Regions from separate parts of the Sus scrofa genome. Here regions 2, 3 and 4 are each linked to region 1. A link is a contact called in public HiChIP or PLAC-seq and promoter capture Hi-C data. All regions are on one chromosome and are shown on one strand. The core of a region is the stretch at or near the end of the contact, and the rest is flanking DNA. Distances in the headings are between cores, read along the strand shown.

The links. Promoter capture Hi-C pulls out the DNA fragments that hold promoters and counts their contacts. HiChIP or PLAC-seq counts read pairs in DNA pulled down with a chosen protein or histone mark.
Region 2: a promoter capture Hi-C map of liver shows a contact between it and region 1, with 2.8 times the contacts expected there. The contact joins the promoter of SENP5 here to the promoter of UBXN7 in region 1. A contact is called at or near these places in 2 of 5 promoter capture datasets (fetal liver and liver), 1 of 47 Hi-C or Micro-C datasets (liver) and 1 of 2 datasets of contacts at active chromatin or transcription factors (alveolar macrophages).
Region 3: a contact with region 1 is called in an H3K27ac HiChIP or PLAC-seq map of alveolar macrophages. The contact joins the promoter of CEP19 here to the promoter of UBXN7 in region 1. A contact is called at or near these places in 1 of 5 promoter capture datasets (liver) and 1 of 2 datasets of contacts at active chromatin or transcription factors (alveolar macrophages).
Region 4: a promoter capture Hi-C map of liver shows a contact between it and region 1, with 4 times the contacts expected there. The contact joins the promoter of PAK2 here to the promoter of UBXN7 in region 1. A contact is called at or near these places in 2 of 5 promoter capture datasets (fetal liver and liver), 1 of 47 Hi-C or Micro-C datasets (liver) and 2 of 2 datasets of contacts at active chromatin or transcription factors (alveolar macrophages and skeletal muscle).

What each region holds. Positions count from the first base shown.
Region 1 is chr13:133,686,205-133,693,111 of Sscrofa11.1, reverse strand. It overlaps UBXN7 (UBX domain-containing protein 7), which reads right to left and starts at 3,329. Exons shown (of 11, transcript XM_021070161.1): 1 at 3,174-3,329. The coding sequence starts at 3,246. It also overlaps the pseudogene LOC100620593.
Region 2 is chr13:133,264,272-133,270,940 of Sscrofa11.1, reverse strand. SENP5 (sentrin-specific protease 5) reads left to right here and starts at 1,473. Exons shown (of 11, transcript XM_005670099.3): 1 at 1,473-1,682.
Region 3 is chr13:133,415,920-133,423,365 of Sscrofa11.1, reverse strand. CEP19 (centrosomal protein of 19 kDa) reads right to left here and starts at 3,349. Exons shown (of 3, transcript XM_005670114.3): 1 at 2,660-3,349. PIGX (phosphatidylinositol-glycan biosynthesis class X protein) reads left to right here and starts at 3,177. Exons shown (of 6, transcript XM_005670119.3): 1 at 3,177-3,378. The coding sequence starts at 3,177.
Region 4 is chr13:133,380,324-133,387,555 of Sscrofa11.1, reverse strand. It overlaps PAK2 (serine/threonine-protein kinase PAK 2), which reads left to right and starts at 4,050. Exons shown (of 16, transcript XR_002337855.1): 1 at 4,050-4,392.

The sequences.
Region 1 (6,907 bases), core at 2,080-4,579:
GGCCCAAGAAATAGCAAAAAAAAAAAAACAAAAACAAACAAACAAACAAACAAACAAAAAAACCTTAATTTCCCTTGGCTATTTGCTTATCAACGCGTTTAATCATGGGAAAAATGTTTATGATGTAATAATGTTAAATGAAAATTTCAGAATTCTAAATTATGTATGATTCGAAATGTAAAAATAATTTTAAAATAATTCAAGAAATAAAAGTAAGTATGTAAATAAGAACTAGAAGATAATATGTGAAATAAATAATACTGCTATTATGAGAATGGATTAGTGTTTCCTTTTTTCAAAGTTATTTCATGTTGGAGCTCCCTGGTGGCCTAGTAGGTTAAGGATCCACTGATGTGGTGAGGATCACTTCTATGGTGAGGGTTCAGTCCCTGGCCTGCGAACTTCCTCATGCTTCAGGCACAGAAAAAAAAATTTTTTTTAATTTTTAATTTAAAAAAATTATTTCATGTTGTTATCTTTTTAATATTTTTAAAGCCAGTCATTACTTCATACTCATATATACTCAGAGAGAGTTGTTCTATTTAGTGAGAAAATTCTTTCATTTTCTCTTCTACTTCTAAATGTCACAGAAAAGATAAGACTTACATTTTTGAAAATGCATTGCTCTTAACAGAATATTGAGCTTCCAAGTAAGCAAAACCTTTCTGAAACTCTTAAAAGTCAGTTTCATTCATCTAGCAATGAATAAATACCAAATACCTTTTTGTCATAAATACTACAATTTAATGTAAATATGTGGAGATCCTGTTGTGGCTCAGAGGGTTAAGAATCTGACATAGTGTCTGTGAGGATGTGGGTTCAATCCCTGGCGTCACTCAGTGGGCTAAGGATCCAGTGTTGCCACAAGCTGCAGCACAGGTCACAGATGTGGCTCAGATCCAGCATTGCTATGGCTGTGGTACAGGCCTGCAGCTACAGCTCCAACTGGACCAGTTGGTCCAGGAACCTCATAGGCCACAGGTTGCAGTAGTTCAAAGAAAAAAATAAATAAATAAAAAATAAAATTCATGTGCACAGATCCCTCCAAATTTTTTTAAGATATGTGAAAAGAACTGAAGGAATCAATCACGTGTTTCCAAGAGTTAATTACTATTGTTTAAAAAAATTATTATTTAAAATCCATATTGGAGTTCCCTTGTGGTACAAGAGGTTAAGGATTCAGGGTAGTCACTGCAGCAACACTGTGGCACAGATTCGAACCCTGGCCCAGGAACATGTGCATGCCACTGGGGTGGTGAAACAAAGATGAAAGGAAGGAGGGAGAGTGTGAGGAAAGAAGGAAAGAAAATCCATATTAAGAACAATCTAAAGTGTTTTCCCTTTTGTAGACTTCCAGATACCACTGTCTACTGAGGGACTCCAACTTGATTCAGGTATAGAAGGGTCTGGGACCAGAAAACAAGCCATGAAGACTGGCAGAGACAAACATTTAAAGCAATTCAGTGAGTCACTTCATCTTGCCACATTTTAGGTTTTGTCTATACCTACCAAAAATGTTTCATTTAAGAAATAACAGGCTGAAACAATCTGAGTTCCTAATGTTAGCATTACAAAAAAATTTTTAATATGCAGCATCTTAAACTACCTCTAGAAAATCTAAAAAAAGATAATAATCACTTCTATATCTGCTTTATAAATATATATAGTAATAACATATATACACAATAATTTCCTAATTTTCACAATAATAATGACCTGCTTACACACTGGGCAATGCATTATATTTCTAATATAACAGTCCAATCACAATTTTTAAATATTTTAGAAGTTACCATTTTATTCCTCATCCCAATTTTATTACAAATTTTATCACAAATTTTATCAACTTTGACATGATGTTTCATGCCCAAGAGCTAAATAATGCATCAAATATCTAGTTACCGTTACCAAGTAAAAAATAAAACTAGCTTTATAAAATGGCAACTCGCAAACCAGCAATGGTTAAAATATAAAATTTCATTTAACCAATTTTTGCACGTCAAACTCTAGATACATGAAAAGTAAAAAATGTTCTCCGCATCTAACAAACTACCAGAAAAAGTATAGGTCTGCTAAAGAGAGGGAACTAACACTGACCTCCTAAAATGACAAGCTTGAACGGCAAAATTACACTCAGGCACATGGAGTACTCTTTTCTCAAATCACTCCACAGAGAACTTCATCATTTGCTCCGCCCTCTAATAACTCATGCAAAAAAAGTTCAGCACCATCAGAGAGAAGACACAGAGAATTCACAGAATGGCTTGGGGCCTTTCCTCCAGGCAGTAAGAGGATCTGCGTGTGCCTTCGCGGGGGTCCAAAGGAAAAGAAAAACCAGGGGTTTGGGGGACACTGACATCCAGAAACTGATTTTCTCTCAAAGAAGTTTCCGCCGTCATTCCTATTTTATCAACTGGAGGCTCCGGCGCCATCGTCTTAGTCTTTATGATTTTATTATGGGGAGGTGGGAAACGCCACCAAGGGTTCCTCCAGGCCTTTCCTATTCAGGTGGGGGGGGGGTCCCCCTCAATTCCTCTCTTCAAACCTCAGTCTGGAGGGTACTCCTCAGCAACCCCCCACCCCTTTCTGGCGGCCTATCCTCCGAGATCAGTAAAGGCGCTGCTAACGCACCAGCCTCGCCGTTAAGGCGGGAGGGCCCGAACAAGCCACGGCCACAGCGATGGCTTCGAGGGGCCCAGAAAGGGGAAGGGCAGGCCAGGGACTGGGGGAGAATGACCTGGCTGGGGAAGAAAGGAAAAAGGAGGTAAGGGCATGTGCTGCACCCCAGGGCTGCACAGAGAAGAGGAGATGATGAAGGAGGAGGGCGGTGGCCCGGGTGCGGCCCCCCACCTCTCCCGCCCCCAGGTCCTCGGGCCAGCGGGGGCGGATGGGCCCGGCCCATGCCTTGGGTCTGGGCTGAAAGGGGGTGGGGAAGTCTCCCTCTACGCTGCGAGAACACCGAGAACCAGCGCATGGGGTGCGCGGGGGAGGGGAGGCGGTCTCCCGCCTGAACCCAGAGACCCGACGCCGTCGTCGCCTCTTCCTCAGGAGGGAGGACGGGAGCTGAGGGTAAAGCCCTAGGGAGGAATGCTTGAAGGTAAAGGGAAGACCGGGTCAGACCGGCCGCCCGCACCAGGCCCCACTCTCCACCTTCCGGTAACCGCGTCTCTTACCGGTGATGGCGGTAAACTGCTGAATTAACCCCTTCAGCGCCGACGACGCCGCGGAGCCCCCGTGGGCAGCCATCTTACCGCCGCCGCCGCTGCCGCCGAACAACAACACAGACACACACGGAACGCCCTCCCCCACCTCGCCGCACGGTTTGCGCAGACTCATTGACCGCCCCCAAGCTCCGCCCCTCACGCCCCGCCCCCCTCCCTGGACAGTCAGCGCAGGCGCACTTCCAGATGGGTCCCGGAGCGCTGTCCGCTCTCCGGGTTGGCTGTTCGATTGCTGCCTGCCGCCGCATCCTTCTTTACAACTTCTGGTGCCTTCCTCTTAAAGCTCCAAGGCCAGTCTGATAGACACGATATCCGTTACGGGTTTCCTAAGTAAGCTTCGGGCTTGGTAGGTAATAGGCTCTTCACGTTTCAGTTTCACAAGCTTTATTGATAGACCTGAGGATGAAAGTTTATTTTTGTTTTTTTGCAACTCCATAGCCCTCTGTTAGGTTTCCTGCAACTCCCATCAAAGTACAGATCCGGAGTTCCCTCGTGGCTCAGCGGAAACGAATCCAAATAGGAACCATGAGGTTGAGGGTTCGATCCATGGCCTTGCTCAGTGGGTTAAGGATCCAGCGTTGCCTAGAGCTGTACTGTAGGTCACAGACTCGGCTCGGATCTGGCGTTGCTGTGGTGTAAGCCGGCAGCTGTAGCTGCAATTAGACCCCTAGCCTGGGAACTTCCATATGCCGTATCCCCTAAAAAAAAAAAAAAAAAAAAAAAAAAAAAAAAGTATATTCGCATCTGGTCATCCTCCACCTTAAGAATAAAGTTAAAGAGGAGTTCCCTGGTGGCACAGTGGGTTAAGGATCTGGTGTTGTCACTGCTGTGGCTCCTGTCGGGCAGGATTTTCCTTAGGCCACCAGTGTGGCTTAAAAGAATAAAGTTAAAGAAACTCAATTTCAATTCTAGCCTCCCATGCACATTTATTGCCTCTACATAGAGAAATAGCCCAATAAAAGGTGGAACAAGTCATCTGGAGAATTGACCCTTCTAAGAGTCTGTAAATGCGTTTTTGGGGTGAATTTTTAAAAAATAACCAAGTCGTTGGAGTTCCCTTTGTGGCACAGTGGAAACGAATCCAACTAGGAACCACGAGGTTGCTGCTCAGATCCTGTGTTGCTGTGTCTGTGCTGTAGGCCAGCAGCTGTAACTCTAATTCCACCCCTAGCCTGGGAACCTCCATATGCTGTAGGTGCGGCCCTACAAAGCAAAATAATAATAATAATAATAACCAAGTTGGACTGCTGCTGCTACTTTCTTATCTCCAGTACCTGACCCCTCCCAGGACCCATGATGCCAAGGTGATGCCAAGGCAGCTGCAAGGGGTGAGGAACAGGCTTGAGCCCCACGAGAGCCCAGGGCTCACTCTTTTTGGGTCTCCCGGTCCACCCCACCTGAAGAAATAAGTGGTGAATTAGCCCCAAGTAAAAGCACAGTGTATATATCCAACTTGCCCTTTTCCCTGACAAACAATGACTTATATTGGATATCTTCCAGGTATGACAAAGTTGTAAAGGTTACTATAATGAAAGGTAAAGATACCGGGAAGAGTAAAGGGGTTGCATTTATTTTATTTTTGGATAAAGACTCTGCACAAAATTGTACCAGGGCGATAAACAACAAAACAATTATTTGGTAGAGTAATAAAAGCAAGCATTGCTATTGACAGTGGAAGAGCAGCTGAGTTCATCCAAAGACAAAACTTCTTTGATAAATCCAAGTGTTATGAATGTGGGGAAAGTGAACACTTAAGTTATGCCTTCCTAAAAATATACTTGGAGAACGTGAACCTGCAAAGAAGAAAAAGAAAAAGACAGAAAATTCCTGAACCAGAAGAAGAAACTGAAGAAGCAGAAGAAAGTGATGATGAAGGGGAAGATCCCACTCTGGACAGCCTCAGCTAGGCCATAGCTTTCCAGCAAGCCAAAACTGAAGAAGGCCAAAAAAAGAAAAAAAAGGCAGAAACCCAGTTCGGGGGGGTGGGGGGGTGTCCCTCAACGTCAGATGATTCAAGACGTCCAAGGATAAAGAAAAGCATGTACTTCAGTGATGAGGAGGAGCTTAGTGATTAAAATTATATTTATTATGTAAATATCATTTAAAAATTTTAAAGGGTGGAATACCAAGTTTGGTTGAGATGAAGGATTGCTTTTAGAATTTGAACATCAGAACCCTTAGTACCAAAGAGGTTTTTTTTACTTTAAAATGGTTTGTAGGAAGTTGAAAAGTAATTTAAAGTATCATGTTTCTATCTTGCATCAAGATTTGCTAATAACCATTAATCTTGAAAACAGTTCGTTTGAATAAAAAAGAAAACTTAAAATGAAAAACAAACAAACAACTTGGGAGTTCCCATAGTGGCACAGCAGTAACAAACCTGACTAGTATCCACGAGGACTTGGGTTCAGTCCCTGGCCTTGTTCAGTGGATTAAGGATCCAGCATTGCTGTGAGCTGTGGTGTAGGTCTCAGTTGTGGCTGGAATCTGGTGTTGCTATGGCTCTGGCAAAGGCTGGCAGCTGCAGCTCTGATTCAACCCCCAGCCAGGGAACTTTCAGGTACACCCCTAAAGACAGCAACAACAAAAAAAGTCAAATCAAGGTAACCATAAGATTTTAGCATTGGCGTATAAGAAAGCAACTCCTAATTAAGAGTATTTTCAGTTAGTCAACCAACCTGCCAAGTTGCTGCTATTCTCTGGGTGGACTGAGAAAGGCTATGAACAGTCCTGGATTTGGGAAACTGGTTCACACTGAATCAGAGGTGGGAGGAAAAAAAAAAAAAAGGAGAAAACCAGAGCAAGAAACAGTGTGACCTCTTCCTTCCTAAAAGCCTTAATCCTAAAGTCTGTGTCACTCTAGCCAACCATTCAGAATTGGGTACCAAGATGGTCTAGCACCACTCACTAAAAAACTAGATGCAGTTTTTCCTGCACTTCCATTAACTGGAAAGGCTAACAATGAGATCCTTAGGTTTATTTCCAAGGTCTTAGGGTTCAAAATATAGTGATCTGATTTCTACATTAATCTTGTGAAAAAGTGGTAAAGGTAGTGGCATTCACAACTCTAGAAAATATTTTGTAGAAATTTTAAAATAAGCTAAAAGAAAAGAAGTCAGGAAATTAATAACAGAACCTTGAAAAGCTTTTTTGGATTATTGAAGAATATGAAAGATCTTTAGAATCACAAGAAAATATGTCTAAATATATCCCTCAAATCTTGGAAAACATGTTTTTTAAAAAATATGGAGTATCCTCAGGAAGGAAATTAAACTGCAGAAAGTATTATACATTAAAGAATGGAAAATTAAAGTTTTATTTTATTTTAAAAATCCCCCCCCCTTTTTTTTGGCTGTGCCCCAAGGCGTGTGGAAGTTCCTAGACCAGGGATTGAACGCAAGCCACAACAGTTACAGAGTTGAATCCTTAACCACTAGGCTATCAGGGAACTCCAAATATTAAAGTTTTAGGGGGCGAAGAGCAAATATCCCCAAGCTAAATATCAGTTACAAAAATAAATAAATAAATATCAGTTACTGTTTGAATTATTTCACCAAATTACACTAGGATTTTGTTTTTATGTTTAGGTCTAGTTTTAAGACCTCCATCTCAAATTAGTAACATGTTACCATAATATAAGGGAAGAACAGAGTAAGTGAGAGAGGGGATATTGAGATAATATGATT
Region 2 (6,669 bases), core at 224-2,723, 420 kb after region 1:
AGCTTGGGAACCTCCATTTGCCATGGTGCAGCCCTAGAAAAGACAAAAAGACAAAAAGACAAAAAAAAAAAAAAAAAAAAAAAAAAAAAAAGAAAGAAAGAAAGAAAGAAAAAAGAAAAAATGTTTTCCAGAAAATAAAAAAGAACATAGAAAATCAAGACACTTGAAATCTCCATCATTCTTACCCCTCAAAAAAAGGAATTTAGTAAAGAAATTTAATTTATTGAATTCAAAGAGAATGTTTCACTTCCAAATTAAACACATCAAGAATTTGTTGATATGATAAAACATCAAATTTAAAAAAACCCCTAAAAGCAGAATTGACCAAAGGTAGAATTAGAACTGATTGAATCTATGATATACATAGATCACAGTAAGAAAATAATAAGAAAGACTTGGTTAAAAAGTGCCTTAGGAAGAACAGAATACAATAAATTGTTAAGAAGGGCTATTATAGATAACAGCGAAACAACGAAAAGATTGAAACTGAAAAAATAAAATTTTGCATTTGGAATGGATAAGCAATGAGATCCTGCTGTATAGTTCAGAGAACTGTATCTAGTCACTTGTGATGGAACATAATGGTGGATAATGTGAGAAAAAGAATGTATGTATGTACATATGACTGGGTCACTTTGCTTACAGTTAAATTGACAGAACACTGTAAATCAAGTATAATGGGAAAATTAAACATCTTCAAAAAATTAAAAAAAGATTTTCTACCTGTCAGGATATCCTATTATAATTATTTATGTCTTCGCACAATTAGAATGAGGGCTTGCAAGAGAGACTACTTCATGTTCACATTTTAAAAATGCTTGTTGAAAGAGTAGTGCTTCAACATATTAGGCTTAGGTCACTTTCCTCTCTCTTCAGAAAGAGAATAGTAAGTTTTTTGAACAGACTTACTAAACACTTGTAGGCCAGTCACGATTCAGTGGCGGCTGGGGCTACAAGGGCGAATAAGTCCGAGCTTTGCCCTCCAAGAGAAGTGTTCTGAGTTGAGGAGAGGCGGGGCAGAGGCAAAGAGGCACATCACAATGCGAAGAGGAAAGATCACCAAGGGAAAACGGAGAAGAAAAACCTGGGGCAGGCCTCAAAGTGCATTCTGAGCAGGAAAGTGGTCCCCTGCTTTTGGCAAAAAAGTATTAGCGGAGGGAGGCACCATTATAGTAACTGTGGTCTGCCTTAGCCCTTTGGAAGTTAAAAACTTGGCAGCAGACTGAACAGAAGTCTCAAACCCGCTTTACAATTTCCAGATCGCAGTTTCTACAGTCCTCACGCGCTGGGAGGGAGGCGCGGGGTTGGGGAGCGAGCTCGGATCTCAGTCACTAGCAGAGGAGAGCTGCCGAAAGACATCGCAGGAGGGCTGTGCGCCGCCGGAAGCAGTCGGAAGGCGGAGCCACGCCCCCAGCGCCAAGCCCCCACTCGCTCCCCGCCCCCTGCACGCGGCGCGGGCGGGGCTGAGGCGGAAGGGCACAGCAGGAGGTGACGATGTAAGTGAGCGCCGGCGTCGCGGCTGCAGCTCCAGAGGAAGCTCGGCGGCTGTGGCCGCTGTGAGCAGGCCGGGCACCTCCTGGCTGACGGGGCTTCCCCTAAAGCCGGCGAAGGCGGGGCCACAGTCGGAGCCGCCGCAGTATCTGGACCTACGGCGGAGCAAGTGCCGGCAGCGAGGGACGTAGGTAAGGTGGTGCGTGGGTGTCAAATCAGCTAATGACTTACCGACCAGGTTTGCTGGCCATTCCCGCGCCAGTGCGCGCCAGCTCAGCATCCCGGCCTGGAGGCCTCGAGCTCTGTTCTTCACCCACTGCCGAACCAGAGGCAGCGGATTTCTCACTGGGCTTGCCGTGCCTTTCTGGGGGTGGGGAAGGAGCTCGTCTCGAGAGACTGCTACCCTCCTCGCTTCCTCTCCAGTCCAAGGTGTACCGCGCAGAAGCGGAGAGAGCTTAGCGCCCCCGAACGCTCCTGTAGCCGGGGGAAGAAGCTTTGAGAGGAAGAGCTGCTGATGGAGGCTCCTGCCGTCCTGGGTTTTATTTGTTCGGACACTTCTGCTTCCTTCCTGCTTTTGGTTCCTTCCTTCTTACTCTTGGGACCCTGTTAGTGAACCGGTATGGCACAATTGAATGTTTGGGTGGTGGGAAACCTGCTTTTCCATTCTGTTTATACTGGGCAATATCAGCCCTCGTTCCACTGTACGACCACTCTTTGGGAGGACGAGGGGTCCGGAGAGGATGTTAGGAGATAAGGGTTTTGGACTTGGAAGCAGAAGAGCGGAGTTGAAATCCTGGCCTGCCATTTGGTAGTGGTTTTAATCTCGTATAGACCTTTTTAATCCATGTAGTATGGAACTTTCTTATACCTGTATAAATTAGTTGGGAGAATTAAATGAAGAAAGCAGAAGGTTAATCATGAAATATGTTGGGAGTCAGGTTAAACTCAGTTTAAGAATAACGAGCACATTTAGTGGTAGGTTCTTAATTATGTCTTTTACCCAGAGTAACTAAGCTTGGTATGGTGAAGGATACTGGACGAGACACCAGGATCTTGTGTGATTAAAACCTAACTGCAGTCTCTGCTTTGGATTGGGCAGCATTAGAAAGAAATCAGTTTCTCCTGGTGATCCAGCTGTCTCATACTTCTTGATAGCACACTATTGGTATGTAAGGTGTGACCTAACTCAGTTTTACTCCTTTCTCAACATAGCTGGTAGGCCCTTTCTAGGAGAAAAGCTGGGAGGAGCGTCATTCACACCTTGGCCCACTTTAGAAGGAATTTTCATTTTTTGAGGACTCCTCCCTCTGCCTTTAAGACATTTCTTCATGATGATTGAACATGTGCAGAGAGTAAATAGGAACTTGAATTCTCTGAGTGGCTGGACATTACAACTCTAAATTAATCTGAGGGGATAACCTTTCTATTAGTGAGAGAAAAACATTGGTTTCTCTGAGGTTTAATAGACCTTAAGTTAGAGAAGTGTTTGGGGAGGAGGAAAGGAAGATGCAGTCAGTGACTTGTGGGAGTTGAACCTGTTCTTAAAATTGCTTAGTCAGATAAATTAAGGATACTTGCCTTTCCTCATTGGAACATGATTACGCTCAGTGGAGCATGATGAAGCGCAGTCTTCATTCAGTTCCTTTGACACAATTTGGAATTTTAAGTCATGGATATGGAAGAGACCTTGAGGGTCATCTAATTCAGTGGTTCTAAAACCTGGAGGGGCATCAAAATCAGTTGGGGAGTTAAAACCTCAGGTGCTCAAACACTACCTTAATAGATCTGAAATGGGACCTAGGTATTTGTGGTTTTTAAAAAGCTTTTCAGGTGATACTCATGGTTTGAAAAGGCAGGTGTAGATCATATTTTATTAACACAGAGATATGTGTTAGATGAAGCATCGTGCCCAAGTAGTTTATTACCTTCTATGCCTTCCTAATTTTTTCAAATTTCATTTCATTTTATATTGGAGTGTAGCTCACTTAACATTGTTGTGTTAGTTTTGGGTGTACAGTGAAGTGAGTTAGTTACACATATATCGATTCTTTTCAGATCCTTTTCCCATGTAGGTTATCACAGAATATTGAGTAGAGTTCCCTGTGCTATACAGTAGATCCTTGTTGATTATCTGTTTTATTTAATAGTGTATATATCTTACTCCCAAACTCCTAATTTATCCCTCCCCTCACCCCCTGATCTTTCTCCTTTGGTAACTATAAGTTTGTTTTCAGAGTCTGTGAGTCTTTTTCTGTTTTGTAAATAAGTTCATTTATATCATTTTTTTCTTTTTGGGGGGGGAGCTGCACCTGTGACATACGGAAGTTACTAGGCCAGGGATCAAACCCATGCCGCCACCTGTGGGAATCCTAAACTGGTTGTGCCACAGTGGGAGCTTACATTTTTTAAAGATTCCACATATAGGTGATAGATGATATTTGTCCTTGTCTGACATACTTCACTTATTATGATAATCTTTAGGTCCATACATATTGCTGCAAATGGCATTATTTCATTTTTTATGGCTGAGTAATATTCCATTGTGTATATGTTCCACATCTGCTTTATCCATTCAGTGGACATTTAGGCTGCTTCTAAGTCTTGGATATTGTGAATAGTGTTGCAGTGAATGCTGGAAAACATGTATCTTTTCAAATTGTAGTTTTGTCAGAGTATATGCCAAGGAATGGGATTGCTGAATTATATGGTAACCCTATTACAAGTTTTTTAAGGAACCTCTATACTGCTCTCCATAGTAGTGGTACCAATTTACATTCCCACCAACAGTGTAGGAGGATTCCCTTTTCTCCACACCCTCTCCTGCATTTATTGTATGTAGACTTTTTGATGATGGTCATTCTCTCTGGTGTGAGGTGATAACACGTTGTAGTTTTGATTTGTGTTCTCTCATTAGTGATGTTAAGCATCTTTTCATGTGACTTTTGACCATCTGTATGTCGTCTTTGGAGAAATGTCTATTTAGATCTTCTGGCCTTTTTTTTTTTTGGCTCCACCTGTGGTGTATGGAATTTCCCAGGCCAAATACTGAATCTAAGCCGCAGCTGCAACCTGCACTACAATGTGGCAATGTTGGATCCTTAACCCACTGTGCCAGTCTGGAGATCAATCCTGCACTGCCATGAGCCAACATCAGATCCCCGCATCTGTGACCTGCACAACAGCCCACTGCAACGCCAGATCCTTAACCCACTAAGTGAGGCCTGGGATAGAATCCTTTTCCTCATGGCTACTAGGAGTTCATTACCACTGAGCCATGACAGGAACTGCTGTACACTTAAATTATGTCATTTTCACATTTTTGGAGACATCTTAGAGCCTTCTGACCTCTTCCTTCTGGATTGGTGAATGTCTAGGCCTAAGGCACAGTTGTCACTCTGTTACCATTTTCTTCAGTATTCCTCTTGCTTGTCTCTTGTTTTAGATCTCATTTTCTGGATCTCGTATTCTTTCTTTTTTTTTTTTTTTGGTCTTTTTGCCATTTCTTGGGCCGCTCCTGCGGCATATGGAGGTTCTCAGGCTAGGGGTCGAATTGGAGCTGTAGCCCCCAGCCCACGCCAGAGCCACAGCAACACGGGATCCGAGCCGCGTCTGCAACCTACAACACAGCTCACGGCAACGCCGGATCGTTAACCCACTGAGCAAGGGCAGGGACTGAACCCGCAACCTCATGGTTCCTAATTGGATTCGTTAACCACTGTGCCACGACGGGAACTCCTCGTATTCTTTCTTAAATTACTTCTTCATTTTATCAGAGTACTTCCTGGTGTGTCCCCCTGAGAAAAGGATGCACGGAGGTATATATTTAGATAAACTGGTTTTCTATCCTCAGTTTTGATTGATAATTTGGCTAGATCTAAAATTCTGTGTTGGGGGAGTTCATGTTGTGGATAAATGGGTTAAGAAACCACCTGGTATCCATGAGGATATGGGTTTGATCCCTGGCCTAGCTCAGTGGGTTAAGGATCTGGTGTTCCCTTGAGGTATGGTGTAGGTCTCAGACATGGATCAGATTGAGCATTGCTATTACTGTGGTGTAGGCTGGTAGCTTCAGCTCCAATTTGACCCCTGGCCTGGGAACTTCCAGATACTGCAGGTGTGGCCCTAAAAAAAAAAAAAAGGAAGAAAAAAATTTTATGTTGAAAGTAATTTTCCCTAAGAACTTTGAAAGCATTAATATATTTTCTTTTAGTTTCCAATCTTGGTGTTAAAAATAAGTCTGTTGCCACTTTTATTTCTAATTTTATTTGTGTGTATATATATAAGTATATAAAACATTAATATTGTATATAGATTGTATACAATATATTTATAACTTAAAATATATTTATATAAACATATTTTACATATAAATGTTTTTGTATACTTTGTTTTATATATATATATGATAATATGCTCTTTTGTCATTACCTGCCCATCCCTACCTCCTCCCTGAAGCTTATACATGTTTTCCCCCCAATATTCTAAATTTCATAATTGATACAAGTTGCTTTGAGTCTGTTTTCATTCAGTAGTAGGTCCTTTCCATGTATAAAGTCATGTCCTTTAATTCTGAGAACTTAATTGAATCATATATTTGATACCTCCTTCTTCCTGTACTTAGTTTATCTTTCTGAAACTTTTATTTGGATATTTAATCTTCTGACCTAATCCTTTATTTTTCTTACCTTTCTCCATTGTTTGCTTTTTTGGCCATCCCACAGCAAAAAGGACGTTCTGGGCCAGGGATCAGATCCAAGCCACAGTTGTGACCTGTGCCGCATCCTTTAACTCACTTTGCCGAGCAGGGATTGAATCTGTGTCCTGGCATTGCAGAGACACTGTTGATCTTGTTGTGCCACAGCAGGAACTCTTCTCCATTATTTTCTTTTCTTTTTTTTTTTTCCTTTCAAACATGAAATTTAATATAAATATCAAGTCTCCTTGTAGGTCTTTCTTTTCCCCCTCCCTCTGACAAATACTCAAAGTTAAAAAACTGGCCAGGGTTAGAGAAGAGTAACTGGCAGAGCTGTTCCAACACAAACTCACAGGTCTTCTCACAGAGTCCAGGGCTTGATTATTTAAAACTGGTGAAAGGGTATTCTCAGAATGATTCCAACTTGATTAGGGATTATGACTATCATACAAATTCAACCTTCTTGTAACTTAAAAGAAAGGCCA
Region 3 (7,446 bases), core at 2,100-4,599, 270 kb after region 1:
TAAGCAATCCATTCTTTAATTCAATATATAATGTAAGACACAGCCTGTACATCCTCTAAGTGTTAACAGTCTAGAAGCCTGATCAAAAAAGCAGACTTGATGCAGAATTAGCACATGTACAAGGGAATGAAGCTTACATGGCTTTTATGTCAACTTATTTTTCTCATTACACGATGTTTTCTTAGTTATAAGAAACAGCCATTTTAAAGGTTAATACATTCCATTCCCTCTTTCCTTCCCTGCTTTCAATGCCCATATATACTTAATTTTAGGAACTGCTTTAGATGTGACCATGATAGTCTCAGGAAGATCTGCAAATGTCAAAGAACCTAGAGGTAAAGCAGCACAGGGATGATATCTTCAAATTCAGTTCTATTAGAGAATTACTACAGGAACATAGTTATTTAATACCTGTTCATTGTAGGAAACTGGGGCAGGAGTGGGGAAGGGGAAGGAACATATAAAATAATCACCCTGATTCCTTCCAGTCTTTTTTCTAGGCATAGTTGTGCGTGTGTGTGTATTTAGCTACAATATGTTTTTTATATTATACCTATTTCCTGCCATTTAAATTTAACAGCTTATGTAATTTTGTCATTAAATGTCTTTCTAAAATGCAAATTTTTATGACTGCAGATGTTTTGTCCTATGGATATACCATAATCTCTATCATTCACCCCTTACTATTGGTCATGAGAATTTTTACTCTTAGGGTCAGAAAGAGGAAGACAAATACCATATGATATCACTTATATCCGGAATCTAATATATGGCACAAATGAACCTTTCCACAGAAAAGAAATTCATGGACTTGGAGAACAGACTTGTGGTTGCTGAGGGGGAAGGGGAGGGGGAAGGAGTGGGATGGACTGGGAATCTGGGATTCATAGATGCAAACTATTGCCTTTGGAATGGATCAGCAATGAGATCCTGCTGTATAGCACTGGGAATTATATCTAGTCACTTATGATGGAGCTTGATGGAGGATAATGTGAGAAAAAGAATGTGTATATGTAGGTGTGACTGCATCACTTTGTTGTATAGTTCCCATCATGGCACAGCGGAAACAAATCCGACTAGAATCATGAGGTTTTGGGTTCGGTCCCTGCCCTTGCTCAGTGGGTTAACGATCCAGCGTTGCAGTGAGCTCTGGTGTAGGTTGCAGACACGGCTTGGATCCAGAGTTGCTGTGGTTGTGGCATAGGCCAGCGGCTACAGCTCGGATTAGACCCCTAGCCTTGGAACCTCCATATGCTGTCTCGGCCCTAGAAAGGACAAAAAGAAAAAAAAAAAAAAAGAAAGAAATAAAATTGACAGAACACTATAAACCAGCTATAATGGAAAAAATAAAAAATCATTTAAAAAAAAGAATTTTCACTCTTAGGAAATGGATCATATATAAAAAACTGCTTTTTCAAATTATTGAGCTCTGCCTCTGATCTGACACAATGATCCCACTCCATCCCTTCTTTCTTCTTCTTCTTCTTTTTTTTTTTGTCTTTTGTCTTTTTAGGGCATCCACAGCACAATGGAGGTTTCCAGGCTAGGGGGTCTAATCGGAGCTGTTGCTGCCAGCCTACACCATAGCCACAGCAACCCCAGATTCGAGCCACGTCTGCAACCTACACCACAGTTCACCGCAATGCTGGATCCTTAACCCACTGAGCGAGGCCAGGGATCAAACCCACAACCTCATGGTTCCTAGTCGGATTCGTTTCCACTGTGCCACGATGGGAACTCCTCTTCTTCTTTTAAACAAATACTACTCCCAGTTCACCTCACTAAAATCTGTTCTGTTAGTAAATTTTCTGGGAGATCCTACTGAGCACAATATAAATTCCACACACTCAAGCAAGTAGCTATGTTAATAAATGATGGGAGTTCCTGTTGTAGCACAGCAGAAACAAATCTGACTAGTATCCATGAGGATGTTGTTCAATCCATGGCCTTATTCAGTGGGTTGAGGGTATGGTGTTGCCCTGAGCTATGCTGAAGTTCGCAGATCCTGAGTTGCTGTGGCTGTGGAGTAGGCCAGCAGCTGTAGCTCCGACTGGACCCCTACCCTGGGAACCTCCATATGCCGAGGGTGCAGCCCTAAAAGGACAAAAAAAAAAAAAAAAAGATGTATTCACATGATATTCAGTAATGTAGTTTTTTGACTATACTCTTTTCTTTTTACAATTAAACTTTTATTTTTACTAAGTAATGTTAGTATTCTGTTTAAACGTAATATAATTCCATAAGGCGTATAATAAAAAACTGTGGTCCTCTGCCCTTCCCCTCTCCAATAGGAAAATAGTTTCAATTCTTTTAAGCGTTTCTTCCAAAATTTATCTCCATATTTCTTAACAGCATGCTTACACTGCTATTTTCAGTTGTAGGTAATATCTTCTGACATCTTTTCCCTCTTTAAGACATCTGTCCTAGAGCTCTCTGTTCTGCTCCAATCTGCATTGGATACTCTCTACTTTGCTTATAGATTTAATCCATAAGACAAAGGACATATTTACTCAGCTCTTCTTCCTGGACATTAATCCCTTTCTCCAGGGATCAATGACGGGCAAAATCTTAACTTAAAAGTGTACGGGTTTTGCCATCAGGTAGACGACCCTCTTTCTACCCACGTCCCCATTAGGGCAAGGCTGATGTTCTTACCTACCCATAGAGACGTAGAGAAAGTGCGTCTTCTGCAGGCCAACGTCTAAAACCTCCGCAAGCAGGTTGTTTTCCCCAACCGCATTGCACAGAAGAGTTCTAAATTTAATTTTGAGGGCCGGGCAGAGCCTGGCGCTGCAGAAAGGCGACAGCCATAGCTCCAAAGACGTGACTGTAGGGTGAAATCCTCAGCAGGAGGACCGCATCCGCAAACACTTGCAAGTGGAGAAAGACGCAGAGAGCTCGGCTAGCCGACTAGCTGAACAACGTGCGGGAACCCGGGTCGGGCTGAGACCACCAAGAGATTCCCAAAGCAACAGCCCGGGCGCATGTCACGGCGCTTGCGCTGTTCCTCGCCCCGCCCCCAACCAGCAGGGCGAGGGCGTGGACGGCGAGGGGGCGGGGCCATTGCCTGCCGCGAGGCCGGAACTTTCGCGGGCCTAGGCTCCCGGGAGCCGAGCAAGAGCGGGACAGCAGGCGTGCGCGGAGGGAGTCTTCCGTTCAGGTCGCTAACTCTGTGACAGCGCGCTCTAGGAGCGGAGCAAGGCTTGTGTAGGTTCTCACGACCGCATTTGGTCCCCGAGCATTCTTCCCAGGTGCGCGTTTCCGGCGTCCTGGCTACCGCGGCTGTAGCCGGCCGGGCCGTGGCCTGGCTCTTCCTCTGGGAGGTGGCTGGGCTCACCTCTGCAGACCCAGTCTTCAGCACGGCCCCCACCGACGCTGGTAAATGGAGGGGCGGGGCTTCGGGGTGGGGGGCGGGATTTAGGGCTGAGCGGGTAGGGAGCAGGCTGAGATCCGGTGTCCTCTCCTTTCCACGGTTGCAGAGGTATTTCACTTTCCCCTGGCTCGCGACACTAGAACTGTAGGTTGAGCTGCACAAAGTTAAAAACAAAGGTCACAAGCAGCTGCAGCGTAGGTGGCAACTATGGCTCGGATCTGATCCCTGGCGGGGCGGCCAAAAAAAAAAAAAGCGAAAGAGGCCGAAATCCTCTTGCCTATCCGCTGCCCCGATTGCGTGGCTTCTGGTTCTCTAGAGAGTCAGGCTTTGGCGTTCTGAAACGGGACTGGCCTCACTATTACTAAAACATTGTACAGGTAGTACCGTCGTGAAGCGTCTTAATGCTCTTGGGATGCATGAAGCTTCTGACCACCAGGGGACCAGCAAGGGCCTCAGTGTGAGAATCCCAATCTAGAATTATAGAGGTTCGCGAGGCGTGGAAAGGGGAGGACAACTAGCTTCGTTTTAAAAACATTTTACTGATAGACCGTATTGGGCTGGGGTGTCTTTCTGATTCAGGGCTGGGTTAAGCGAGTTGATACCCTTCTTTGGGCCCAAGTCCGTGGGCAGGAGCTCTGTGCTAGGTGCTGTGTATCCAGCCCTTGCGGAGCTTGCAGTGTAGTAGGGAAAATGGATATGTGCAGTAGTAATTACAATAAAGGGATGACGTTTGATAGAGAAAGTCAGTAAAAACCAGGTGAGTTCTCCATCAGTAAAAGGAAAGTGTTAGATTAGTACCTGTCAGTCAGTGCAGTTCTGCTCTTTTGTTTGTTTGTTTGTTTGTCTTTTTAGGACTGCACTGGCAGCATATGGAAGTTCCCAGGCTAGGGTCGAACCTGAGCTGCAGCCGCTGGCCTACACTGCAGCCACAGCAACGTGGGATCCTACCTGCGTCTGGAACCTACACCACAGCTCATGGCAACACCGGATCCTTAACCCACTGAGCTCGGCCAGGGACCAAACCCAAATCCTCATTGGTACTAGTCAGGTTCCTTAACCCCTGAGCCACGATGGGAACTCCCCAGTTCTACTTTTTTGTGTTTCCATATTAAGTCCCAAATTTATTTGAAGAGAGGATTATTAGGCCCAAAAGAATTTTTAAACACTCGACTTACTGATATCTAAAAGGCTCTTCCAACAATGGCATTTTGTGATTAAAAATGGGTCATTTTGGGGAGTTCTGGTCGTGGCGCAGTGCAGATGAATCCGACTAGGAACAGTGAGGTTTCCGGTTTGATCCCTGGTCTTGCTCAGTGGGATAAGGATCCGGTGTTGCTGTGAGCTGTGGTATAGGTTGCAGACGAGGCTCGGATCCCACGTTGCTGTGGCTCTGGCGTAAGCCGGTGGCTACAGCTCCGATTCCACCCCTAGCCTGAGAACCTCCATATGCCACGGGTGTGGGGTGTGGCCCTAAAAAATAAATAAAAATGAGTCAATTTTCAGAGCCAGTTTAGGCCACAATAACCAAGTAATATATTTAAATTTTTTTAAATCAAAGTATCATTGATTTATAATGTGCCAGTATCTCTCAGTGGTTAATGAATCCGACTAGGAACCATGAGATTGCGATCCTTGGCTTTGCTCAGTGGGTTAAGGATCTGGTGTTTCTGTGAGTTGTGGTGTAGGCCGGCGGCTACAGCTCTGATTAGACCCCTAGCCTGGGAACCTCCATATACCGCAGGTATGGCCCTAGAAATGGCAAAAAGACCAAAAAAATTTTTATATATATATATATTTCATATATGTATATATATGTAATTTTACATCATGGTCTGTCCCAGGAGATTGCATATAGTTCCCTGTGCTATACAGGAGGACCTTATTGTCTATTCATTCCAAATGTAGTAATTTGCATCTATTAACCCTAAACTCCCAGTCCATCCCACTTCCTCTCCCCAAGTAAAGTAATATTTAAGAGGAAAAAATCTTGAAGGTGAATTCGGATGCAACAAATTGATTTTGAAAATGGTACTTTTGCCTTAAAAATCATAAATAATCTAGTGTTTGCTCTACTGTTTGTAAGTTAGCTTTTCTACCACGACAAGATGAATGAGATTTACTATTCTCTAGTGTATATTCCAATAGAATTTAATCCTGTTAATCTGACCTTTATTTCCAGTATAATTTATAGGGAGATGTGAGCCCTTACCACTTCCATTAAAATTAAACATTGAGGAGTTCCCATTGTGGCTTAGTGGATTAAGGACCTGATGTTTCTGTGAGGATGCTGGTTCAATCCCTGGCTTTACTCAGTAGGTTAAGGATCTGGCATTGCTGCAAGCTGCAATGTAGTTCACAGATGCAGCTCAGATCCAGTGTTGTCATGGCTGTGGCCTCAGCTGCAGCTCTGATTTGACCACTGGAAACTTCCATTACGTTGCAATAAATAAATAAATAATAAACAAACAAACATTGAAGAAACATGGATTTATGCAAGAGATATTCTTATATAAAGTTATTTGGGAAAAGATGGTGTATGATTCTCCAAAGCAATTAAGGATTTCTTTAAATAGCTAGGAGAGTGGAAATATCTTAGGCTTTAAAAGTCAGGCAAATCTTGTTTCTAATCAGTCACTTTACCTAGTTTTATGATCTAGACAGTCAGTAACTGTTTATAAGTCAGAGTTTCCTCCTATGTACAAATGGCAATAATTTGTTTGCCTATTTTGCTAGGTTGTGAAAGTTAAAATACATATGAAAGCCCCAAGTAGAGGATCTGTCATATAGATATTATTTAGTAAATTTTATTTTTCATACCTTCCCCCTTCCTTCCCTTGTATATTTCAAATGTTTCCATCTCCGTGTCATTTAAAAAAAAAATCTCAGGAATAATATCTAATGGACTTGGCTACATAAATAGTATACGGCTTTCTGTGTGTTTGTTTTAATTTTCTTCTCACACACTTGCAGCTTTTGAAAGTGGAGTAAAATTCCATAGCAAGATGCCTGGACAGAGTTTGTGATGATTAGCTGAATTTTTAATTTTATGAGGCTGACACTGAGTAACAGTTTTTTGTAGTTTTTTGTTTTCTTTTCTTTTTAGGGCCACATCTTCAGGGTATGGAAGTTCCCAGGCTAGGGGTCGAATTGGAGCTGCAGCTGCTGGCTTACACCACAACCTCAGCAACACAAGATCCGAGCCACATCTGCAACCTACACCACAGTTCATGGCAATATCAGATCCTTAACCCACTGAGCAGGGCCAGGGATGGAACCTGAATCCTCAGGGATTCTAGTTGAGTTTGTTACTGCTGAGCCACAACAGGAACTCCTGAGTAAGTTGTTTTGTTTTGTTTGTCTTTTTATGGCTGCACCTGCAGTGTATGGAGGTTCCCAGGCGAGTGGTTGAATCAGAGCTACAGCTGCCAGCCTACATCACAGCCATAGCACCACAGGATCCGAGCCGCATCTGAGACCTACACCACAGCTCACAGCAATGCTAGATCCTAAACCCACTGAGCAAGGGCAGGGATCGAACTCGCATTCTTTTTTTTTTTTTTTTTTTTTTTTTTTTGTCTTTTTGCTATTTCTTGGGCCACTCCTGCAGCATATGGAGGTTCCCAGGCTAGGGGTCGAATCGGAGCTGTAGCCACTGGCCTATGCCAGAGCCACAGCAATGCTGGATCCGAGCCGCGTCTGCAACCTACACCACAGCTCACAGCAACGCCAGATCCTTAACCCACTGAGCAAGGGCAGGGACCGAACCCGCAACCTCATGGTTCCTAGTCGGATTCGTTAACCACTGAGCCACGACGGGAACTCCCAAACTCGCATTCTTATGGATACTAGTTGGGTTTGTTAACCTCTGAGCCATGACAGGAACTCCCTGAGTAATAGTTTTAATGTCTTGACTTCCACATGGAGTCAGTATAGTGAGATCTCTGGTTATTCTCAATTTATTAAGAAACTCTTTGAACCTTTGAAAGGCCTCCAGTTTTTGTTTTTTCTTTAAACCCTTCTAATGTCTCCACAGACGTAATGTACCATTTTCTCAGTTTTCTACATGTAGATGG
Region 4 (7,232 bases), core at 2,801-5,300, 310 kb after region 1:
AGCTCAGATCTGATCCCTGGCCTGGAAACTCCATATACCATGACCAAAAAAGAAAAAAAATGAATAAGCACTTTAGTTTTTAAAAATCAGTTTTGGAATTCTGTGTGTGGTCTCTTTTTGTTTATAGCCAAGAAAAAATGGGTACTGTTCTTTCCTGGTCATTGTGTTCCAGTATTTTTTTCAACTTTTATGGTTTATTTTTCTCAAAGTATCATGTAATGTTCTTTGGATGAAAATAACAGAGACATATGCTCCTTCAACTAAGGGTGGTGGTGGGGGCAGACTTTGTTGTGTGTGTGTGTATCTCAGTCATTTACCAGAAACTTAGATTATTTAGCTACATCTAATAGAGGATAGTACATGTATGGCTTGGGAACTGGGAATGTATATTTCTGCTCTAATTATTTCAGAATATAATGAATTCAAGGATTATTCTAGTCAGATAGTCTATTCATTTCATGACACTCATTTATATTTTGATGATTGATGCTAATTGCTATGATATGGAATCAAAGAATTTATGGTGAGGTGACCTCTCTGTGACCTCCCCCAAACTTATAAAACATACTACTGGCAGGTAATTGAATATAGGATTTGGGTAAGTTGAGAGAATGAAATAATGTAGAGTAAGTATGCTCTTCAGGATTGTCCTAGTCAGTGATAGGATGGTAGGTTTAGCCATCTCTCTGATTTCTTGCCCCTCAGACATTACTTCTGGGATTACCGTCTTCCTGAAGTATATCTTTTATAGATGCCCCTTCAGTAACTCCCTGTGGTTAGTAACATCTCTGCTTTTGTTTGATGATATCTTTATTTCACCCTCACTTCTATGACTGATAGTTTAGTGAGGTATATAGTTCTAAGTTTATTTTCTCTTGATAGTTTAAAAATATTTTTCCATTGTCAGATGGTACCCATTGTTGCAGTTGAGAAATCTATGCTAAATTTAATAGTTGTTTCCTGGTAAGAGATGTCTTTTCTTTCTTGTTTCTTTATCTTTGGTATCCTGCAGTTTCACTTTGTTGTATTTGAAAAGATTTCCTTCACTTATCCTGGTTGAGATTCACTTTGCCTTTTGAATCTGAAGGTTCTTGCCTTAAATTAATTCTGGAAAATTCTCTGCCATTATCTCACCATAAACTACCTCTTTTGATTTTCCTTTTCTCTCTTACTTGGGTTTCTCATTAGGAATGATGGAATACCTTCACAATCTAACCCACCTCTCAATCTTTCTTTCATATTTCCTTTGTCTCTGGGCTGCTATCAATAATTTCTTTAGATCTAGCTTCCATTTTACTAATTCTCTCTTCAACTGTATGTAATCTGCCACTTAACCCAAACATTGACCTTGGTTTCAGTTATTATATTCTTTATTTCTCGAAGTTCTGCTTGGCTCCTTTTCAAAGCTCTTTTGTCATTTAAAAAAATAGTGTCTTGCTTTCAGAGTTCCTGCTGTGGCTCAGCGGAAGCAAATCTGACTAGTATCCATGAGGACACAGGTTTGATCCCTGGCCTCGCTCAGGGGGTTAAATCCAGCGTTGCTGTGATCTGTGGTGTATGTCACAGATGTGGCTCAGATCTGGTGTTGCTGTGGCTGTGGTGTAGGCCAGCAGCTGCAGCTCCGATTTGACTCCTAGCCTGGGAACCTCCATATGCCGTGGGTTTAGCCCTAAAAAAAAGTGTCTTGTAAAAAAATAAATAAAAAGAAAAAAAAAAGAAAATGTCTTGTTTCTTATTCCTGTCTTACTTTGCTTAATCATTTTAAGAAACATTGGAATTATAGGTTATGGAATATAAACTATCTAAAGTTCATGGGTGTCATTATTCTGTTTATGGTTTCTTTTGATTCACTCATGGCTGATTTTCTCAGATGTGTTGTCATTATTTTTTGGATGTTCATGTTTAACTTTTTCTTTTTTTCTTTTTTGGCCACACCCATGGATTACGGAAGTTCCTGGGCCAGGGATCAAATCTGAGCCACAGTTGTGACCTATGCCATAGCTGTAGCAATGGTGGATCTTTAACTCACTGTGCCACAGCAGAAACTCCTTATGTCTAACTCTTGATAGCCTGTTTATCTCTGGGAATCCTTTCAGTTCTGGATTAAGAATGAGCCTGTGCAGTGAGAATTTGTATTTGTTTCTTCCAGACCTCTCAGCATTACCAGCCTGGGACACTTTCTTGACTTGAGGTTTCCCAGACAGTGTAGGTACTGTAAATTTGACCTTTCAAATTTGAATTCCAAAGGGTAATTTTTTTTTTCCCTTTGATGCCAAGTCCAGACTAAAACACACAGATATCTGCATGTCTCCCTGGACTGGTACAGGGGATTTTTTTTTTTTTCCAGTCTATTCTTATTTATTTATTTATTTTTATTTATTGTCTTTTTGACTTTTCTAGGGCTGTTCCCTCGGCATATGGAGGTTCTCAGCTAGGGGTCAAATTGGAGCTGTAGCCGCTGGCCTATGCCACAGCCACAGCAACACGGGATCCGAGCCGCGTCTGCAACCTACACCACAGCTCACAGCAACGCCAGATCCTTAACCAACTGAATAAGGCCACGGATTGATCCCACAACCTCATGGTTCCTAGTCGGATTCGCCAACCACTGAGCCACGACGGGAACTCCCTTCCAGTCTATTCTTGGAGCATATAGCCCTTTGAGTTTTCCAGCCTTGTGCAGGATTGCAGTCCCAACTCCTTGAACAGGGCCAAGGCCTTGTCTTTGGTCTCTTGTCTCTTGTGCAGTCAGTAAAACCATGGAGATTTGAGATAAGTAGTTTCTTTCAACACAACTTTGGCTTCACTGACATGCTTACCCCTCCAATTTCTTGCTCTCCCTTTGGGTTGAGTGGGAGTTTGGAAATCTGTCAGAGGTACTTCTCTTTCTTAAAAGCTTAGTTATGCCTTTGAAAGGATGTTCTCTTTTATCCAGCAATGTGTTTTTAATAGTGGGGGCTGTTTTTCAAGTTATCTAATAGTGTGCCATATTGCTCCTTGAATCTTTTCTCTCGTACTTTCCACATCAGTTGAGTTTTTTGCTTCACATCTATCAAAAGAACATACCCATTCTCCATTTTCACTGCTATCTCTTATGACAGTCATGATTACTGCCTCCTTTCTTCATTCCCTTCTATTCTTGAAAACCCAGAGTCCATTCTCCATGTAGCAATCTAGTGACCTTAAAGTATAAACCAGGAAACCTTCCTTCCCTGCTTACAGCTCTTTAATAGCTTGTTGGAATAAAATCCAGCCTTCTTACCATGTCATTCAGGATCCTCTCTGACCTGAATCTTGTCTCCTCAGGTGTTTTTTCACACTGCGCTACTCTTCTTGCACTAACTCCAGTTACACAGACCCTCTTAACTGACCTTAGAAAGTCCCCCCCCACCTCCTTCTGCTTGTAATGCTTTCTCCTGGGAGTTTCTCATGGCTGTCTCTTTCTGTTCTCAGCTTAAATGTCACCTCCTTAAAGATGCCTTCTCTGGCCAACTTATCCAAAGAAATCATCCTAGTTTTTTCTTCATACCAGGTATCACTATTTTAATTATTGTGTTTTCATATTTGTAAGTTACACAAAGTGACTTGTGTTCACCCTTGTATTCCTGATACCCAGCAGTGTCTGGTACAAATTAGACACCAAAATATTTGTAGAATTAGTGAACACATTGATGAACTCCTCCTCCTCCATGAATAAAACAGAGGCATTAATTTGCAAGGAGGCGCGACTTAATTTAGCACCAAAATACATTAATAAGAGTTGTAGGTAAAGGGCAAAATGGGTAACGGATGAATTCCCAGAAACAAATGTCTTAGAGCAGGTTCATATAATAACAGTTGTCTTTCAGCGTCTTTGGTTGGCACAGACCTGAGTGGAGACAATGCTGAATTACACGAGGCACTGGCTGTCTCTGTCAATAAAAAGAATACTAGAGATGGAGGGAGGGAGGAAAAGAAGAGAGATAAGAGGCACACATCTCTAAACTACAACTCCCAGCAGCCTCCGCGTTTGCCTGCCCACTGGGAGGCGGTGCCTGTCTCCGCCCGGTGGAGCTCCCGCCTTCGGCCCCGCCCCTGCCCGCTCCCCGCCGTCGCCCTCCCCCAGGGTTGTGGCCACGCGCAGCGGCAGCGGTTGTTCCGCTTCCCCTCTGGCCTGGGCCGTCGCCATTGCCGAAGGCTCCCTGCCCTCCCCTCCCGGCGCCCGCGGGGCTCGGCGGCCGCCCGGCCTAGCAGTAGAAGCCGCGGCGCTCCAGCGCGGCTCCACTTCCCGCCCCGCTTCCCCTTCCCTCCCCTCCCCGCCCCGCGTCGCTCTCTTGCTCGGGGCGGCTCCTGATCCCGCCAGGAGCTCGGCCGGAGGCTCCTCGCTGGGGCGGGGACCTTTCCTCGCCTGGGGTAAGTGTGCAGACAGGCCGGGACGCGGGCCGTCGCTCTCCTTCCTCCTTCCTTCTCCGCGGCCTGGCCGGCGCGAGCGGCCCGGGGCAGCTGACCTGCCCCGCGCGGGGCCGGGAAGCCGCCACCTGCGTGCCTGGAGCGGCAACTCTTGGGGCGGTGGCTCATTGTCTGCGCCCTCGGGCTGTTTTCTTCTCCGGTTTTAGCCTGAAATGGGAAGCTTGCTAGGCTGGTGAGTTCTGACTCTTCCTGGACCCGGCCCTGCCCTGAACCGTGTCGCGCCAATCTCTGCTCTCTGTCGATCTCCCTTCCCTCGCGTTTCAGCCTTCTCTTTTTCTCCATTTACTTTAGTGTTCGACTCACCGTTTCGGGGTTTTTAACTCGATTTTTTGTCTCTTACCGAGTTCCAGCCCCACCTTGCTACCTTTGGTCATCCCAGTTTCATTGCTTAGGCATATTGTCTGTAGTCCCCTTACTGGTTTCTAAACTGTAATCTGTGATATCTTCCATATTCCGGATCAGTAGAAACTATAGTTTTCCGAGGGTTTGAGGGCCTCCGCTTGATAACTGAGCTTTCGTATCTTCTCGTGATTCTTTGATCTTCAGCCAGGAGATGAATATTTGCTTCCTTAGGTAACTTAGGTGAAGGTTAGCTTTCACCATGTTTGGCTTTCTTTAAAATAACACACACATGCAAAACGGTACCGAAAATTCCTCAGCGGACTCAACTTTTTGACTAATTCTTTAAAGATAGAGTCATCCAAGAACTGAAGATTGGAAAGCAATTGCCATTGTTGTCAGTTGTCGTGGGGTTGTACCCGTCCTTGTCTCTTATCTTTAATGGAAACACTCTGGACAGTGAGAGCGTGATTTCTTTCCTCCTTGATGAATAATGCCAACTCCCATTGGTATAATTATCACAGTTTTGTCTTACAAGTGATCTATAGTTTTTTGTTTTCTTTTTAAAGCTCTGTTAAAAGACAATCAAAATGGTTAGGCCTAAAATTAGACTACGACGAGCAGTGTTTTGGATCAAGGTTGTGCACGTCACGTTTTTTCCCCTCCTCTGTTTGACTCTTCCGCTCTTGTAAGTAGGCAGGATATTGAAATGTAGAAGAATTTGCTCTGGGGGTTTGTTTTTGTAGGGTTACTCAAAAGAATAACATTAAATAAAGTTAGATTGTGATGAAGGCAGTGAATAGTAATTTTTAAAGCAGGTTAGAACTTGTCAACTTTGCCAGAAGCTCTGCGGCATTTATAAAACACACTTATAATAACTTCTACATGTTTTATATATGTGTATTTAAAAAATATGCATGTGAATGAAAAGCTTTGTTCATGTTCTTCTGCTAAGGGTATTGATTTAAGGCAACTCCTTTCATCCTTAGCTTTAAAATCTTTCTGGTTATTAATTAGCCCAAAACACTGACTTACGTTATGAAAAATGCACCTTAAGATGTTTCTGACCTGTAATATATGGAGGTATTAAACCCCACTTTCAGGTTTTGGTGAAGGAGGTTGACCTAAATTCAGTGAATTTTGTGTTTTCACTAGTTTATTGTTACCTAAACGACTTAGTCCTAAGCTTCACTATTGTCAAATTGGTGGTGTCTGTTGTCCTTACTTCAGTGACGTGCCTTGTTGGCCTAAGGGGTTAAGGTATGGAAGTGCTGGCGTGTGAAACAAGGTCCATTGAAGTCAGCCTCTCTGCCAGTTCTTTCTGTAAGCAGATACTTTTACTTGGGAAGAGTTCTGGGTGTTCTCCCCTTAGGTTGGGGCCTTGATTCCTAGTTTACTTTACCATTATTCAAAGAGAGGGTTATTCTTTGGGGCTTTGTGACATTAAGTACTAACCTGGGAAACCCAAATTCATAAAGTAAGTTTGTGGTAGGAGTCTGTCCACAAAACAAATGAATAGGGGTTTCTTTGGTTTTCTCATTTCTATGATAAGCAGATTTCCAGTAGACATGGTCATCAGTGATATATATGTCTTCTCAATTACACTTTTTTAAAGAGAAAACTTAGAACTTGTCCAAGTGGCTAAGGATAAACTTTCAATTATTTTAAAAGAGAGACCTTGTTCAGACAGCTAGGGATAAAATAAGTAGGTATTAAATTCTCCCCATGTTTAATCTGTCAATATTGATTAACCTAATATTTGAGTGTAACATTTCTTTTGGCTTTCTGAATTGTCTAGTTTTGATTAAAAACGTGAAACTGTGCCTTGTTCAAGTCTTTAAGAATTTGGGGTTCTGATCAGTTTTCAAAAGGCCTTCCAGTTAGAGGGCTAATTGCAGACCACGGGGCAGGGGGGAGAGGGGGTGTTAAGGTGCAGATCTGGGTTGACCCTTATAACCTTCTTGTACCTTGGTAGAAACAGAAAGAGGTGGAAGAAAATAGCCCCTGTTGCCTTAAAGAATTTTGTTTTCTTCTGGGAACGGAGTTGAGTCTCACTGCTTCTTCATTTTAGGATCACTAACCTGAATAAGAATAGTCGGTCTGAACATTCAGGCCAGATTTCAGAGGCCTAGCCTATTATCTCTAAGGTACACTAGTACTTACCGCTCCGTGTATCACAAGTGCTTAGGAGCTGGAGACCATCCTGGCTCTTCTGCTTGACCCCAGGCAAGATACACACATCTTTTTTAAGATGTGTGGGGTTTTTTTAATATGTAAAGTGAGGATTAATAACAGTATAATACATCTCCATAGGGCTATTTAAAGCAAATGATATAATGCAGGGAAAGTACTTAGCAAATGCAATGCTTAAATGCTTAATAGATGTTAGTTAATATTCCATTCTAAAGTAGGTTTTATATTTAATTGCTTCTACAGCAAATATC